Regions from separate parts of the Rattus norvegicus genome. Here region 1 is linked to region 2. A link is a contact called in public Hi-C data. All regions are on one chromosome and are shown on one strand. Each heading gives the region's core, a stretch centred on a gene start, on an enhancer-like site or on the middle of the called end of the contact. The rest is flanking DNA. Distances are from core to core; before and after follow the strand shown.

Region 1 (4,834 bases), core at 1,621-4,120, 190 kb before region 2:
GTACTACTACTCTAAGTAAACCTGGCTGAGATAGCCCCAAGCCAATGCCTTCCCTACAGCTGTCCACATGTCAGTCTCTGAACTGTTTTGCAAGAATGATGTCCATAATACCCCAAAAATCGGATGACTGAGAGGATGAAGGAACTTCTAAAACTAAGAAATGTTGCCACATAATGTTTGGTTACTCAAACTTTTGTGAGCATATTACTTGGTACCCAGCTATGTCTCAGTTGATGAACATTCTAGACAACCAGATTTTTTGTAAAACAAAACAAAAACAAGATTTACTCAGTTAGTGTGGTCTATCTCATGCTACATAAAGAGGGAAATATTTCCTCACTAATAACTCTTGATTTTGTATTGAGAAAAGTTTTTTTTTGTTTGTTTGGTTTTTTTTTTTTTTGGTTTTTGTTTGTTTGTTTGTTTTTAAGAAAAGAGTTTGCAGTATCCTCTCTGGGTAAAAGCTTATTTTCCATCCCTTTCTACTTGGAAAAATGCTATTTATCTTGAAAATTCAAGCCTAAGTATCAGGGACATGTCTCCTGACTCTTTCTGGGCAATTTTTCTTTTCTGCCCTTCCTGCTCTCAAAGAACAAAAGAGCCTAAATGGTTAGATATGGGGTACTGGAAAGCAGAAAGTGCCTCCTGTTTAGCCTCAGCAGTCCTGGCATGGGGACTAGCAGTTGGTGCTTCAGACACTTATCAGTAAATATTGCGTGTTTCAGAATGGCCTATTTGGTGGACATCTTAAGGAATGGAGAAGCCATATGACTAGCCAAGGATAGTATCAAGAAAAAAGAAAAGCAAGCAAATAAAAATTTAAGGAAATAGCGAAACAATAGATAGGAGAGAAAGAATATAGGAACAATAGAGACGACTGGTTCTAGAGTATTAAATGCCCTATGATTACTGATTTTTCTATTTAAGGTACAGTTTTAGTATCTGTTCTCAGAGATGCTATTAGCTTTGAAAACATTGTCCATTATCCTTTCTCCTAACCTGAGCCCCACAGCTTCCTACTCATTCACCTATCAGTACTTTCCAATTCTGACTCAGAACTTCAAGGCTCTTACTCACACCCCTCCCTCTGCTTCCTGGGCAGATAGTCAGAAGACAAGCAACACAAAAGCTAACTGGGAGTATTTCCCATCGGTTGAGAGGGAACATTGGTTTAATGTGTCCTTGACCAAAAGCATTCATTGCAAGAAGAAATAAGCTTTGCATGATTCTTCAGACAGTCTTTAGAAGCTGCTCATTTACCTACCAAAAAGAATTCAAATGAAGAAGGGAAAGAAAGGGAAGCAAAGAGCTTATGTCTATAAAAACCAAAGGACAAACAGCAGGGGTCCACAGGCAGCAATCTGTGAGTCAAAGAAAGAAAATACCAAACCTGTGAATTCCCTGGTTTCAAAACTAATTTGCTCACTATGAACCAATCTTACAATTCATTAGCTTCACCCTAGAGACAGGACTGAATGTCAGCTCCGTTCCTGACCTATAAGTAAGAGGTGTCACTAGCTCAGAAATGAGCAGAATAACAAAGCCAATCGATGGGATTGTTACAACGCTGAAAAATAACAAGCTATGTCCTCAAGTTTGGGAAAGAGAAGAAATTTTTCTTCCTTTCTCTTTAGGAAAGATTTAAAAAAAAAAAGGAATATCTTCAAACAGCACTAAGTTGAAACAAAATATATCCAAAGAATTAAAAATAAAACCAAATTACCCCAATCATTTATTTAACCTGAATGAAGAGCTGGGATCAGGGATATTACCTCACGAGCAAATCACGTGGTGCTATTCCCTGTGGCAGGCTTGATCTTACCACTGCAGAGTGAGTATAGTGTGTGCTGCTGGATCTTCCTGCATTCTGGGTGAGGGGACTGAAGGTGTCTATGATACCATGGGATTTACTTGTTCAATAGGGCAGAGCCTCAGTCAGCTGGGACCCAGAAAGATTATATGGGGGAGAGTCATGACCAACCAGCCTGAACCTACATCTGTCTGCTGTTACTCAAGTGAGAACAAAGCCTACAGCTGCCTGAGAACTACAGTTTGGAGCCTTATTTATAAGAGTGGCTGTTTTGTCTGCACATATGCTTTACTTTTAGTTCATCTTATTAAAGTTTAATAAAAAAGAATCATAAAAAAGTGTAAATGCAGATAAGTGAAAAGAAACAAAACATAAAATAGAGAGAAACACCTTCCACTTTATCAACTCACTTTAAATGGATCTACCATTATAATCCCCAGTGGAGGTGTTAGAGAAAGGACCAAAGGACCCCATAGGAAGAACAAGAATACCAGCCAACCAGACACCACAGAACTCCCAGGGACTTAAACCACCAGTCAAAGAGGACACACGGAGAGACCCATGGCTCTAGCCACATATGTAGCAAAGGATGGCCTTGTTGACTACCAGTGGGAGGAGAAGCCCTTGGTCCTTTAAAGGCTCAGTGTGCCAGTGTAGGGAAATGCCAGAGAGGGGAGGCAAGAGTGGGTTTGTGGGTAGGGGAGCACCCTCATAGAAGCAGGGAGTAGAGAGATGGGATTGGGGGTTTCTGGAGAGGAAACCAGGAAGGGGGATAACATTTGAAATGTAAATAAAGAAAATATCCAATTAAAATAATGCAAAAAAAAGATAGAGCTCACTATTTTGTAAATTTTTTTCCACTTAAAAATATAATGAGAGCCTGGGTATAGTATAATGATAGAGTGTTTGGCTAGAAGGCACAGGCCCTGGGTTTGATTCCCAGTACTAAAAAAAAAGAAAAATCATAACCATATTTCCTTGTGCTTCTTTAAACACTGTGCAGTCATCATCACTTTAATAACATGGGAAAAGCACAGGTTGCTGAACAGCAGTATATCTGTTCATTAACCAGCAAACCTTGAACACTGCCAGGTGGCAGTTCTCAGAATGCTCAGCTCCCGGACTATGAGCTCAGGTGATTACTCGGAAAATCCAGTCATTTGATATTGTGGTAGAACTTAAGCTGCTATTGCCAGGTAAACAAACAACAAAGCAACCCCCTAGCCAGGACATATTCTTGTCACCAAGACACTTCCAATGTGATGGGCAAGAGTAGTCGTTCTTTAAGAGCTCTGACTCATCTCCAGAACCAAAGCAATGTGACTTTGCAGTCCGGCAGGTCTGGGTCAGTGTGACAGCTCCTCCACTGTTCACCTAACAGGAAGAGGAGACGTCTGCACTGAGCAAGCTTCTTGGTAGAAATTGCGACATTTCCTCCCGCTCGCATTCCTTCGGTTGGAGCTTAATTGCCTAACTAAAGCTAGCTTCAAAGGCATCTGGGAAATGACATGCAAACAGGGTGGTCCTGTGTTCACTAAAACTCCATGAAATGGAAGAAAGGGAAAAGAGAGCTGAGAGGAAAATAACAGCCCTTCAGAGTTCGTTTACAGCACAGTGTTCAGGAACAGAAGCATGGCTTCATCGACTTCTAGACACTGACTTACCCTGGCTGGTTACTAGCTATTGGACACCCTGACTCTACTTGACTAGTTACTAGCTATCTTCTAAGAGACTGATACATAACCCCGGTTTGCAGAACAGAACCTCTAAGACTCACATTCATATAGGAGAATTGTGTTCCATGTACAGAAAGTGCTTCTAAGACATTCATTGCAGCTACAACATACCCAAAGCCAATAGAAAATTGATGCTTTGTAGGCAGAAGGTAAGAGTGAACATAATACAATAAAGAATCAATCCTAAATGGCATTGGATGAAGTATAGAAGCTGAATGCCAAGCCCTGGAGCCAGGCTGCTGAAGTCTGGACCCTGACTCAGCCACTTGCTAGCCACTTGAGCAAGTTGGGCTACCTCTGCACCTCACTTTCCACATTTAGAAAGTAGAGATTAAGACTAGCGACTACCTACCTGTACGGTGGCTTCTGAGAATTCTATGAGTTCATGTAGAACACATGTAGCCTAGACTCTAGCACAAAGCATGTTGTGTGTAAAGCATTGGCCCCCATTCATCTCAAGTCTGTTCTCAAAGAATATTAACCATAGAAAAAAACCATCTATTCACCCAAGTGTTTGCAGTGGAGCTGTACAGATCATCACAGCAAATCTTGCCATTTCTATTCCTATCCCCAATACCCTGCACTTCCAAAACCAGTATGTCATATTCTGTATTATGGGAGGCAGGACTACATCCATCATCCAAATTGGACAGGTATTGAGTCTGCACCTGACTTCATTTCCTTTTGGAGAGTTGTGCGTATTTTCATGTCTTCCGTGGTTCTGTAATGCAGGCTTTTCAGTGAACAAAAGTCTCCTTTCAGGTAATCAGTTTTCCCAGAGTCTGTCCCTGCTGCTTCTGAGACTTCGGGATTGAAAGCTGTTCTCAGAATCCAGAACTGAATTAGGTCATGTCTTTCTTTTCTATTATTTTTTAATTAAGGCATTCTTGAATGACAATATATGCCAAACTCCTCAACATTCTTCCTATATATTAGCTGCAATTAAGTTTATCCATTAATTGATGATTACTTACAATTTAGGAAAAAAGAAAACCAAGATGTTAAAAACCTCCCCAAGAAACCAGGTTCTATGAATTTGTTCAGTTTCTCTGACAAATATATCTAAAGTATGGCTGTTCTTACGTCAGATGGTTGTTGTTTTTGAGAAATCGCCATAAAACCAAAATTGTATGAGTTGAAAATTATTTTTCTACATATTTAAAGTTATAATGTATCATTAAATTCCCAATCCATTCACTCACATTTTTATTGAATTGGGCCCCAATACTATAGTAGTAATTTAGTAAATTATGAATTAATACCTAATGCATGTTTGATTTAGTGTCAG
Region 2 (4,943 bases), core at 1,084-3,583:
CAAAGTGATCACATCAGAAAGGAGTTTTTTGTGAAACTAAATGAATTGTTTCAGCAGCTATCAAAGTAGTGAACTGAGTACAGTGGCAATCCTAGCATTGTGGAGGCTGAGATAGGAGCTGTGGCTGCCTCACCTAGAAGTTACTGCTCTAATATCACAGAGAAACAAAACACCGGTTCAGTTGTTTTCATTAAAGAACAGTTCTGCTTTTGAAGATGCCTGTCTGCATTCTTTCATTTCCACATCATCTTCATCAATCCCTGACATCAATGACTTTATTTATTAAACTTTGCAGTGGGTGCAAAGAGTCTGCAGTCTGAGCTTAGTTCATAGTCAGAGCTCGGTAAACATTATTTTTTCTATTAAGTAAACAAATACAATTGTCAACAAAATCTCTGGTTCTCGGTCATTTAATATCTAAGTCAAATCTTACAATTTAGAAGGCTGATTTACTGGCTTATATGAATTAGTTAATGAATAAAAATGACTATTAGTGTACAATTATTCCCCTTTCTCCAGAGAGCAGAAATGAAGCCTTTCTGTGTAGAGATTTTAAAGAGGCTCTCACGAGTGCTACTTAGCAAACTCATAGGTAATGTTTACTTAAATTTAGAATTGTGTTTCTGCTGTTATGCTTTCCAAGGAAATAAAAACAAAGGTAGCCTTAATTTCCTTAGAGGCAAGACCTAATGACTAGTAGCAGTTACTGACCGTGAGTAGCATTTCAATGTTCATGTGATGTATATCCTGAAAAATTAAACTGTTGGCTTTTTAAATTCCTGCTGTACCACTTGGGCAAACTTAAGTTCCCTCTGCCTCATTTCTGTCTGGATAATGGGTAATATTAAATATAGTTGTTTAAATGATTATGAAGAGAAAAATGTTAAAAACATGGCTTATAGTATTAGTGTTCATGACTTATGATTAAGATAATACTTAGAGGGGGGTGGAGAGTGAATCAGAATTAAAAAGTACTTGTTGCTCTTACAGAGGACCTGGGTTCAGCTTTTAGCACTGACATAGATAACTGCAGTTCCAGGGGATCCAGCACTCTCTTCCAACCTTCACAAGCACGAGACACAGGACAAGCACATATGAAGACAAAGCACTCACATAAAATAATTTGCTTTGGTGCTGTGCTGTTACTTAGCTAGAGAACACTTGCTGGCCAGGCCTGAGCACTCCAACTCCCCGAATTTTCCAGGTTTCTTTTGGACAAGAGTGTTGCTAACACTTGTGTAGGTAACTCAGTATACTGCAGAAGTCTGCACTCCCTCTGCTTGCTTTCTAGTAACTACTTCAGCCCTGCTCTCCTTCTCGTTCTTTTTCCTCACTCTATTTTCCCCCCTTTTCTCCATTTAATGTTTCCTCCCTTCCTGCTTCTCTCTTGTCTTTCTTCTCTTTCACTTCTCCCTCCCATTTCTCTTCAGTTCCCCTTATGACATGATTTAGTACTTTTCTTCTCAAAGCCCACTATCTTAACATTTCCCTTTCTCTTTCTTCCTAGCCCCCTATCACGCCAGGTTGTTCTGACTTCCCCTCACCCCTCCCTAAAAAGACTGCAATCTGGATTTGCTGGGACCTGCTTGCTTTTCAGTCACGTGGCCCTAACCAGTAGTACCATTCACCTCAAAAGCAGATTTTCTACATGTAAAAGAGATCACCTCCCCCTACCCCCTGGCTCTTTTTTTTTACCAGATCTGATACACTTTCTTCTTAGAAAAGATAATAATATATATAAAAGATTTCTTTCAACAGATTAAAAACTGGAGCATATGGAATACTGCAGTTTAAAGTTATTGGGAGAAAAGATCCAAAAGAGGTATTTTTCTAAAAAGTTATTTATAGCAAGTGAGGTTTTTGTTTTAGAAAGGATAAAACTTCCAAGAATACTTATTCTCAGAAAGGTGAAGAGAGAATAAGATCACATTTATAAAGGTTATATGGAAAGGTGACACCATAAAAGTAGAAGACAGAGTGCAAGTGAAGCTCACATTGTTTACAATGTCCCTGTACATTCCTTCAAGTGTTCTTAGCTGCAAGGACAGGACCACTCTACACTGCACAAGTCCTTACCCTTACAGAACTCTTCAAAGACCTTACTGTTCCTCCTCACTACTCCCCCTTCTGCCTTTGTGTATGTGGGGGGGTCCTTCTCCATTTCTAATTGGTTGTTTTTTTTTTTTTTTTTTTTTTGGTTCTTTTTTTTCGGAGCTGGGGACCGAACCCAGGGCCTTGCGCTTCCTAGGTAAGCGCTCTACCACTGAGCTAAATCCCCAGCCCCTGGTTGTTTTTAAATACAAAGTTCAGTTTGATTTTCCTACTTGCACAATCATTGGAGTCACATGGGGTATTTGTACAGTGAATGATTGGAGATTGTAAACTGACTAGTTTTAAGGTTTTACATGTTACTCATAAGTATAAGAACTGAGCAAGTGTGGGAAATGTAGATGTACTTAACGATAATGCATACTCTTCATAAAGTAAATGTTACATAAAAACTTATGTTATCATATATAACATATTAAATTTTACATAAAACATAGAGTAATGGTATATAAAAACTCGGTAATCTTCATTCTTTCCATGGAATAAAATCACAGCCACTGTTGGCTTCATGTTTAGCTTAGGTGAAATAGTCATGCTGTTGTCCGCCTCACCTTGCTAAGCGCTGATGGATTATTGCATCATTTCTGTAACCCATTCAGGTCCTGCTCAGGTTCCAATGATGTCCCCAAATGGTTCCGTGCCTCCTATTTATGTGCCTCCTGGATATGCCCCACAGGTATGCTTTTTGTGTGTATTTCTTTATATGTATGTATAGATGTAGATATGTGTGTATGTAGATAAACAGGTAGATAATGTTACTCTCCTTGACATTGATTCTGGTGAAAATATGCTGTTAAAGATCTGGATATTCTCCAAAGCAGTATCTTCTATAAGTCCATTTCAAATATTTACTATATTTGGAAAGGAGGGAAGAATACATTGGTACTATTCAGCACTCAGAGTTACCTTTGGGCACTAAACTCCAAGAGAGGTTTTAGTGTCTTATCTCTTTGAATATGCACATTGTATAGCTAAGTTGCCTACACATAGCTCTTTAGATGATTGACTTAAGTAAGGCAGGAGAGAAGACCTTCAGGTACTCCAGTAATCATGTGGACACAGTGTGGCAAATAGGATTTGTTTCCATGTCTCCTTATAGCCCAGGCTGACCTCAGACTTACAGTCCTCCTGCCTCCTGAGAGTGTGGATGGCATGTGTGTGACACTATACCTGCCTCCCAGAGAAGAGCACTTAAGCCTGCAGGCCTGAGACTGAGGAGACGACTGTAATCCACCCTGAAGCCCTTCTGCAACCCTGAGGACTGGGGGATATCATTGCTGTCCTCACTGTAGCCATTCCCTACAGCCCTGAGACTGAGCTCAGTGCCCTCTGTCTCCTAACCTCATGTGAATTGCCAATCTAAAGAATTAAGTGTAGCTCGGTTGGAAATACAGGCAAATGGAATTAAATGGTAGAACTGAGACGTTAGCGTTGTCCACTACTGCAATTCCTTCTGTTCAGTGCTGGCTGCAGCAATTTCCTGTTAGGGACACTTACATTCTCTGCTAGAGAGCAAATCTGCATTTAGGTACTCTTCAGACCATGTCTTTCTCCCTGAGGATAGCAGAATATTGGTAGGCTATTGTGGTAGATTCTTGTTTAGATTATGAAACATACCTCTATGACAGAAGAAATTAGTATGGAGGATAGACATTGCCTGAAATAGTCAGGAAACCTGGATCTTTTATCTCAAACCTTTGCTGGTTGTTGGGTTTTGGGCATATCAACTTCCTTGACTCCGTGTACCCTCCTTGTGATGTGATGAAGACACGAGGCTGTGTATTTAAATACCCTGTAATCTTTGTAGAGTAGGCTCTGGTCACTGACACTACTTAAGCACATTGAGCCCTTCATTTACTGTAGCTCCCATTCTACATACAGGTTTACCTGACTTGCTCACTGCCGTATTCCAGACCTGTGCCTGATCCCTGACCTTGAAACGTAGGAAAGCATTAATGTGATTTACTCCAGATTTTGTTGGCATCATGTCTATTATTTCTTCTGCTCTGTTGCTCTTCCTCAGAACTTTGTTCATTTATATGGAAACCGCTCTCAAGCATAATTCAGTTCAAACATTTACTGAGTATTATCATTGCCAAACTGTGTTCCATGCTGTTCACATAAGGATGAGTGGGACCATTATTCCAGTTATAGGGTATTCTTGTAGAGGTGTTGGTGGTTTGAATTTAGTTTGTGGTAGTGGTTGTTTATTTGGGGCTTGTTTTGGCTTATCCTTTGATAGGTTCTCACTATGTAGCTAGACTGGCCTTAAGTTCATGATCCTCTTGACTCTGCTTCCTAGTACTGGAATTCGAGGAATGAATCCCTGTGCCAGTCCTATTCTGTTGTCTTACAACACTTTCTGTTTTTATGACAACTCTCAACCTTCTCATTTCAGTCTATCATGAATGTAGAAGCAGAGTTTTCAGGCCCTTAGTCACCTTTATTGATATAGCTGTGTTTATCAGTCTGTTGATTAATTTTCTTCCTGAGGAAGATAATGTTTACCAGTTCTTATACACAGCAGTGCTCCACAGATGTGTAGTGGGATGCATCAGTCATCCTTGAGAATGAGAGAGACAAGACTCTGCCTCCCTCTAAAGATTACAAAGTTGGTTTTTTTTAGGAAGAAGCAAACAAAAATGATAATCAGTGGACAGATGGGTCTGTTACAGTAGAGGAAAAGCAGAAGCGACTAGAGCTGAGTTGGGCAGTGCTCCATTACAGTGTGGCAGAGCAAGCCATGGGGAAGGTGGTAAGCAGAGTCTACAGAAAGGTAGGCATTCGCCTTGCCTTTATGGGCTGCAAACTGATTCTAGAACAGAAACGGCCAT

The links. Hi-C and Micro-C count contacts between places; a contact is called where the count stands out from the background.
Region 1: a contact with region 2 is called in a Hi-C map of liver, with 2.4 times the contacts expected there. The contact joins two enhancer-like sites. A contact is called at or near these places in 3 of 12 Hi-C or Micro-C datasets (kidney, liver and mammary epithelial cells).

What each region holds. Positions count from the first base shown.
Region 1 is chr15:54,355,282-54,360,115 of GRCr8, reverse strand. No RefSeq gene overlaps it. Among named protein-coding and RNA genes, the nearest start is that of Chchd2l2-ps5, 56 kb to the right of the region's middle. Within about 2 kb of position 2,870, at least 10 of the 93 cell types and tissues checked have an H3K27ac peak or open chromatin away from gene starts, as enhancers often do. A contact at or near this core is called in liver, where this site is marked.
Region 2 is chr15:54,162,976-54,167,918 of GRCr8, reverse strand. It overlaps Fndc3a (fibronectin type III domain containing 3a), which reads left to right. Exons shown (of 26, transcript NM_001412039.1): 4 at 2,709-2,785. Among named protein-coding and RNA genes, the nearest start is that of Fndc3a, 110 kb to the left of the region's middle. Within about 2 kb of position 2,333, at least 1 of the 93 cell types and tissues checked has an H3K27ac peak or open chromatin away from gene starts, as enhancers often do. A contact at or near this core is called in liver, where this site is marked.